2 separate regions of the Mus musculus genome follow, and region 2 is linked to region 1. Evidence: chromatin contacts called from public promoter capture Hi-C data. All regions are on one chromosome and are shown on one strand. The core of a region is the stretch at or near the end of the contact, and the rest is flanking DNA. Distances in the headings are between cores, read along the strand shown. Region 1 holds the start of Cntnap5c (contactin associated protein-like 5C). Region 2 holds the start of Nudt12 (nudix (nucleoside diphosphate linked moiety X)-type motif 12).

The links. Promoter capture Hi-C pulls out the DNA fragments that hold promoters and counts their contacts.
Region 2: a contact with region 1 is called in a promoter capture Hi-C map of stem cell-derived epiblast-like cells, with 7 times the contacts expected there. The contact joins the promoter of Nudt12 here to the promoter of Cntnap5c in region 1. A contact is called at or near these places in 3 of 39 promoter capture datasets (embryonic stem cells, hippocampal neurons and stem cell-derived epiblast-like cells) and 1 of 9 other capture datasets (embryonic stem cells).

Annotation. Positions count from the first base shown.
Region 1 is chr17:57,767,866-57,770,625 of GRCm38.p6, reverse strand. Cntnap5c (contactin associated protein-like 5C) reads right to left here and starts at 1,415. Exons shown (of 24, transcript NM_001081653.2): 1 at 975-1,415. The coding sequence starts at 1,056.
Region 2 is chr17:59,011,882-59,014,641 of GRCm38.p6, reverse strand. It overlaps Nudt12 (nudix (nucleoside diphosphate linked moiety X)-type motif 12), which reads left to right and starts at 1,320. Exons shown (of 7, transcript NM_026497.3): 1 at 1,320-1,424. All of the region lies in intron 1 of Nudt12os (nudix (nucleoside diphosphate linked moiety X)-type motif 12, opposite strand), which reads right to left.

The DNA of each region.
Region 1 (2,760 bases), core at 166-2,665:
TTACTGATACTGATAACATGAATTATAAAAGTAAATTAAACTGTCCAAATCAGGATCATATTTCGGAGGTTCAGTGTCAAAATACAAGATGTGGGAATCAAACACAGAAACTTGAGGGACTGTGATAAGCCACCCTGGCAAAGAACACAGATGGCTTAATTGCATCCTTTCTCATTTGGGAGTTCCCAGAGAAGGAAAAACTTCCCTCACACTGCCCAGAGAAGCAACTGGGCAATTGAGCTTGATTCTCTCACAGCTTTAGTGATTTATTCAAGTTTGACAAACTGGGTCTTATAAATATATAGTGCAGGCAAGAATTTTTAGAAGTCAAGAATTCTTTCCTATTGAATTAAATGCTCTGTGCTTGCAGGATTCAAAATGTGGGTATTACAGTTCATACTCATTCCTTCACTGGCACCAGAATTTTGAGGGTGAATTGTGTACTAAAAGTCCCCCTCCTGTAATAGGACAGCCATTGATCTCCTGGTATAACTACATTTGGGCTGCAATTCTTAGGCCCAAACTCCCAATCCCCTTACAAGGAAGTTACAAACTACTCCCAGCTGAAACCTTATGTATAAGGCAGTGGAAAGAGCTGTGTGCTTAGGGTGGCAGTAGGGGGTAGAGGTGATTCGGGAACATTTCAAATCATTTGGAGCTGCAGTCCCATTATCACCTATCTTGGAGACACAGGAACAGTCTCTGCCCTTTGAGGCTTGCTCTAGATCTGCGCAGTAAAGCTAGAATCAGGCTAAGGGAACTTTATGATTCCAATGAAAGGCAGGCAGTCCAGCAAAGCAAGCTCATTAAAGCTCTGCTAACTTTTGGGATTGTTAGAATGGTCAAACTAGACTGGCTAGGTTTCACCCTGCTCTTTCCTTTCACGCAGAGCATATACTGTTGGACATTAGATACTTTTACTCAGGAGAGTCCTATCCCACCTTACCTTCCCGCCCCCAGTTCCAAGTACTCACAATTTGTCGCTGTTAATCCAAAATGCCACAAGCCAGAGAGCACCAAAGTAAAAACGCTATTCAGTCTTGGTACAGAATCCATTTCCCTCAGTGAGCGATCGCTTCCAATGGAATCCCAAATTCACGGGCACCAGCCTTGACCTTTTTTTTTTTTTCCCTTTTTTATTTCTCTTTTTATTTCTTCCTCCGCACAGCCTGAAACCCCTCCCACCCCCGCTTCTCCTTCACTCCGTTCTGCTTCAGTGCTTCCTCGGAGATGCGAGCTCCAATCGACGTTTATAGTTTCTGCAACTGTCACTTTCTGTGCTTGCCTTTCTTGCCTGCCTCGTCTTCCTCCGGATTCCCTTCCTTTAAGGGTAAGATCTAAAGTCGAGCGCAGTTCTTGGCACCCAGTTCCACCAACAGACAAAAGCACTTCATTTGTACTCTAGAGCTGTGTTCAGCACCAGAGAGGCGGACAGCTCATTTCAGGAACCTTCTGTACGGCCCCGCCCCCAGTCGAGCCCGCCCTGCGCTGGCCTGGGCGGGTCCTTGGCAAGTCCCTGGCAGACAGCTCTGCTTCCAGGTGCTCTGATGACTTGCTGGGGAAGCAAGGAGCAAAAGAATTTTCTCTCTCTCTCTCTCTCTTTCTCTCTCTCTCTCTCTCTCTCTCTCTCTCTCCCTCCCTCTCTCTCTCCTTTTTTTAAACCTTTTATTTTATATTTTATTGGATATTTTAATTATTTACATTTCAAATGCTATCCCTTTTCCCCAGCTTCCTCTCCGGAAACACCCTATCCCATCCCCACTCCCCCTGCCCTGGCATTTCCCTATACTGGGGCATTGACCCTTCAGAGGACCAAGAGACTCTCCTCCCATTGATGCCCGACAAGCACATTGATCCTGTGCTACATGTGCGGCTGGAGTCACAGGTCGCTCCATGTGTACTCTTTGGTTGGTGGTTTAGTCCCTGAGAATTCTGGAGGACTCTGTGCTCAGTCCAGTGGTTGGCTGCAAGCATCCACCTCTGTATTTGTCAGGCTCTGGCAGAGCCTCTCTGGTGACAGAAGTATCAGGCTCCTGTCGTCTAGCACTTGTTGGCATCTGCAATAGTGTCTCTGTTTGGTATCTGCATATGGGATGGATCCCAAGGTGGGACAATCTCTGGATGGCCGTTCCTTCAGTCTCTGCTCCACACTTTGTCTCTGTATCTCCTCCCGTGAGTATTTTGTTCCCCCATCTAAGAAAGACTGAAGCTTCCACACTGGTCTTCCTTCTTCATGAGCTTCATGTGGTCTGTGAGTTGTATCTTGTGTATTCTTTCCTTTCTATCTGTGCATCCTAGCTTCCCAGCATCCCTAACTACCTATCCTTTCTCTTTTTCTTTCTCCCAAATTAGGGGCATTTACATCAATCAGGTTTTTGGAACAATGCTGAAGCGATGACTAGAGGAGTGTGTGAAGGAAGGAAGCATCCTTGTTTGTTTGGGTTTTTTGTTTTTGTTTTTTTTTTTGTTTTGTTTTGTTTTGTTTTGCTTTTTGAAGAAAAAAATATTAGTTAAGAATAAATGTCAGTTCCCAGCACTTGGGAGACAGAGGCAGGCAGATTTCTGAGTTTGAGGCTAGCCTGGTCTACAAAGTGAGTTCCAGGATAGCCAGGTCTATACAGAGAGACCCTGTATCGAGAAAAAAAAAAGGATAAAAGTCAGTGTTACTCAATTGCACCACAGCTTCAAAATATCTCCAAAATGCATTTTAACTAAGTAAAATGTTTTAACAAGGTGAGATTTAACAAATCTGTCTATTCA
Region 2 (2,760 bases), core at 71-2,570, 1.2 Mb before region 1:
AGGGCTCACAGACTTATCTGCAAGTAGGAGGCAGGTGTCCGGACAAAGGACACTAATGGGGAACGGCATGGGCTTTTGGAACTTCAAGTCCCACTCCCAATTAACACACCTAGTCCAACAAAGCCACTGCTCCTAATCCTTCCTAAGGAATTCTACCAACTGAGGATCAGGTACTCCAATGCATTGACCCTGTGAAGGCCAATCTTTCTTTTCCAATCAACACAACTGCCCACAGGAAGGAACATAGCACAAACTTTGAGAAGCAGTCATGGAAGTATAATTGGCTAGTAGGTTGACTATAATACAACATTTATCATGCACTCAAGAGGCTCTGGGTTCAATTCCCAGTTCAAGCATTACACTGTCAACATATATATGCAACCTCAGTATGAGAAAGGACCTGGAAGGTACAGAATGCAATGGCCAGTCTTAAAACACTCCTGAAGTTGTTGCTGACAGACAAGTACCATTCCCTGGTTTGGGGATTAGAAGACCACTAAAGACCAAGTTATTCCAAGAGTCACATAATTTCTGTAGACTTTGGAGAATGAAATCGTAGGAAACTAAATTGATAAAAGCAAGAATATTGTGTTGTAGGTATCAACTCTAGTCCCAAGAGTTTTTCACGCATCTTCTGTAACCCTACAGTGGAGGAGGGATTATGGAATCTCCAAACATACCTTTATATGGATTACTTAATAGGGTAGGCAGACTCTATAGTGGCATTTTATAAAATGTGAAGTGGGGCTTTTTTCAGAGATGAGAGACCTGCTTAAGGCCACATATCTAAGTGACTTGTGAATCTAAGTAAATTTCACTGGAGAAACTGTGCAGCTAAGTCATTTAAGAAAAGGCAGGTTGGAAGAAAAAGTCCTGAAAGATCACAGTTTTGTTTTAATATTTTAAATTACTTTAAAACTTCAATATAAAAAAGACCAATCAAATCGTATGTAGAGGCTGATCCTAATTTAATGTGTGATCAGACGTTAACATTTTCATGACACTATAGAAAACTCAATGTCACTGAACTATGTATTTGAACTATGAACTTTGTCTGAAGGAAAGTTGGGGAGCTGGATGAGAAATAGTAAAAAAAAAAAAAAAAAAAAAAAAAAAATCACAGACCTCGTTATCATAATGGCAGCATTTAGTTCCACACACTTCCATTTTGGGGAAGGATTAGTGATCTTTCCCAGCACCTGAAGTCCGGAAGTCCAGTCCCCACCCCTACCCGACCTGCACTTTAACCTGCCTCCTGGACCTGGCGATGGCCTGTAAACTACATCTCCCATAAAGGTATGCGAGGGCAGTGGCCCTCTGCCGGAAGTCCGGAAGGCTGACTCCAACGCCGGGAAAACTGACAACTAAGTTTGCCGAGGAGTCTTCCGTCGCAATCCTGGTTTCTTTCCTTCATAATCCCTTGGGTTAGTAGCGCTAGTTGGCCCGGGTATGTTCGAGGACGAGTCGTCCAGGGCGTCCCTCCCGGCTTGCCGTGCCCCCAGGCGCGGGACTCAGACCTGCGGCTGCCTGCAGGCAGGTGGCTGCTAAAATTGCCAGCCAAGTTTTGGATGGGGTAAAACAAACTACGTCGGAGGTGTCCCTCCTTGAAAGGAGAAATCTTACAATAGGAGAAAAATAACTCTTCAAGGCATGTGGCCATTGGGAGAGACCGTGCTTGCGTGGGATGCACGTAATGGGTTAAATCGGTCTGGGCAGCCCCAGCGAGGGGAATATTTTAAACAATGGTGGGTGGGCTAATTGGCAGGTCCACTATGAGGGCTTATTGTAGCCTGCTGAAGCCATGCTGGGCAGCCCTTGGGCATGAAGTCAGTAATTAGTAAAAATGGATGTTGGTTTGGTTAAAATATAGTTCCTTTAAAATCCAAGTCTCTTCTTACCGACCTCTCCGAATAGCCTTGGAAAATAGGGGCGACGGTTTATACTACCTTCTCATTCTCACCTTCCACAGAACCTGCCAATAAATGATTAACAGGTAGTATTGATATTGGGAAAGCTAAAGAGAAAGGGGCTTATCCTTTCACTTCGTAGTCCAGAGAATGTTTTATGCACAACTATTGCCTTGGGGGTGCTGTATGACGCAGCATGTTTGGATGTGCAATGCTGAAGGGTGATCAGTGAGAGCAGTCAGGGACTAACCATGACCTCTGAAACCGTGACCTCTGAACAGGGAACAGTGAGGTGTTAAAAGTGAACCTCGCTGGAGAAACTCTAACCAAAGAAAAGGAGTTAGGAAGAGACTTTTAAATAAAGCCCTGGAATATCGCAACGGGGACTACAATATTTTAAAGAATTTTAAGATTTCAATATGATAAAAGTGGGAAATAAGTAAAACACACTAAATGAAAGTAAATTGAGATATGTAGAGGTTACTCCTCATTTCATTGTTGAACCGATTTTTTCCAGCGGGTTTCTTGGATTGCCTTAAGCAGTTTTAAATTATTGTTAAACAGAAGACACAAACAGGAAAGCGCATGCCAAATCAGAAAGTTAATCTTGGATCCATTGTTTTCCTGAACTTTATGCAGACTAGGCTGTGGATTTGACTAGCCACATTGCTGTTTCAAAATCCAGGAGACAAGGCTCTGGGTTGAACCTGCAGTACTAAGAGACAAGAATATTTTGAAGTTAACGCTTGAAACAGAAAATATTTTTTTATCTGTTTTTTGTTTGGTTTTTAGCAGAATTATGGACTACATAGCATTCATTAAGAAACGTGGCTTTGCTTTGTTAACAACCAAA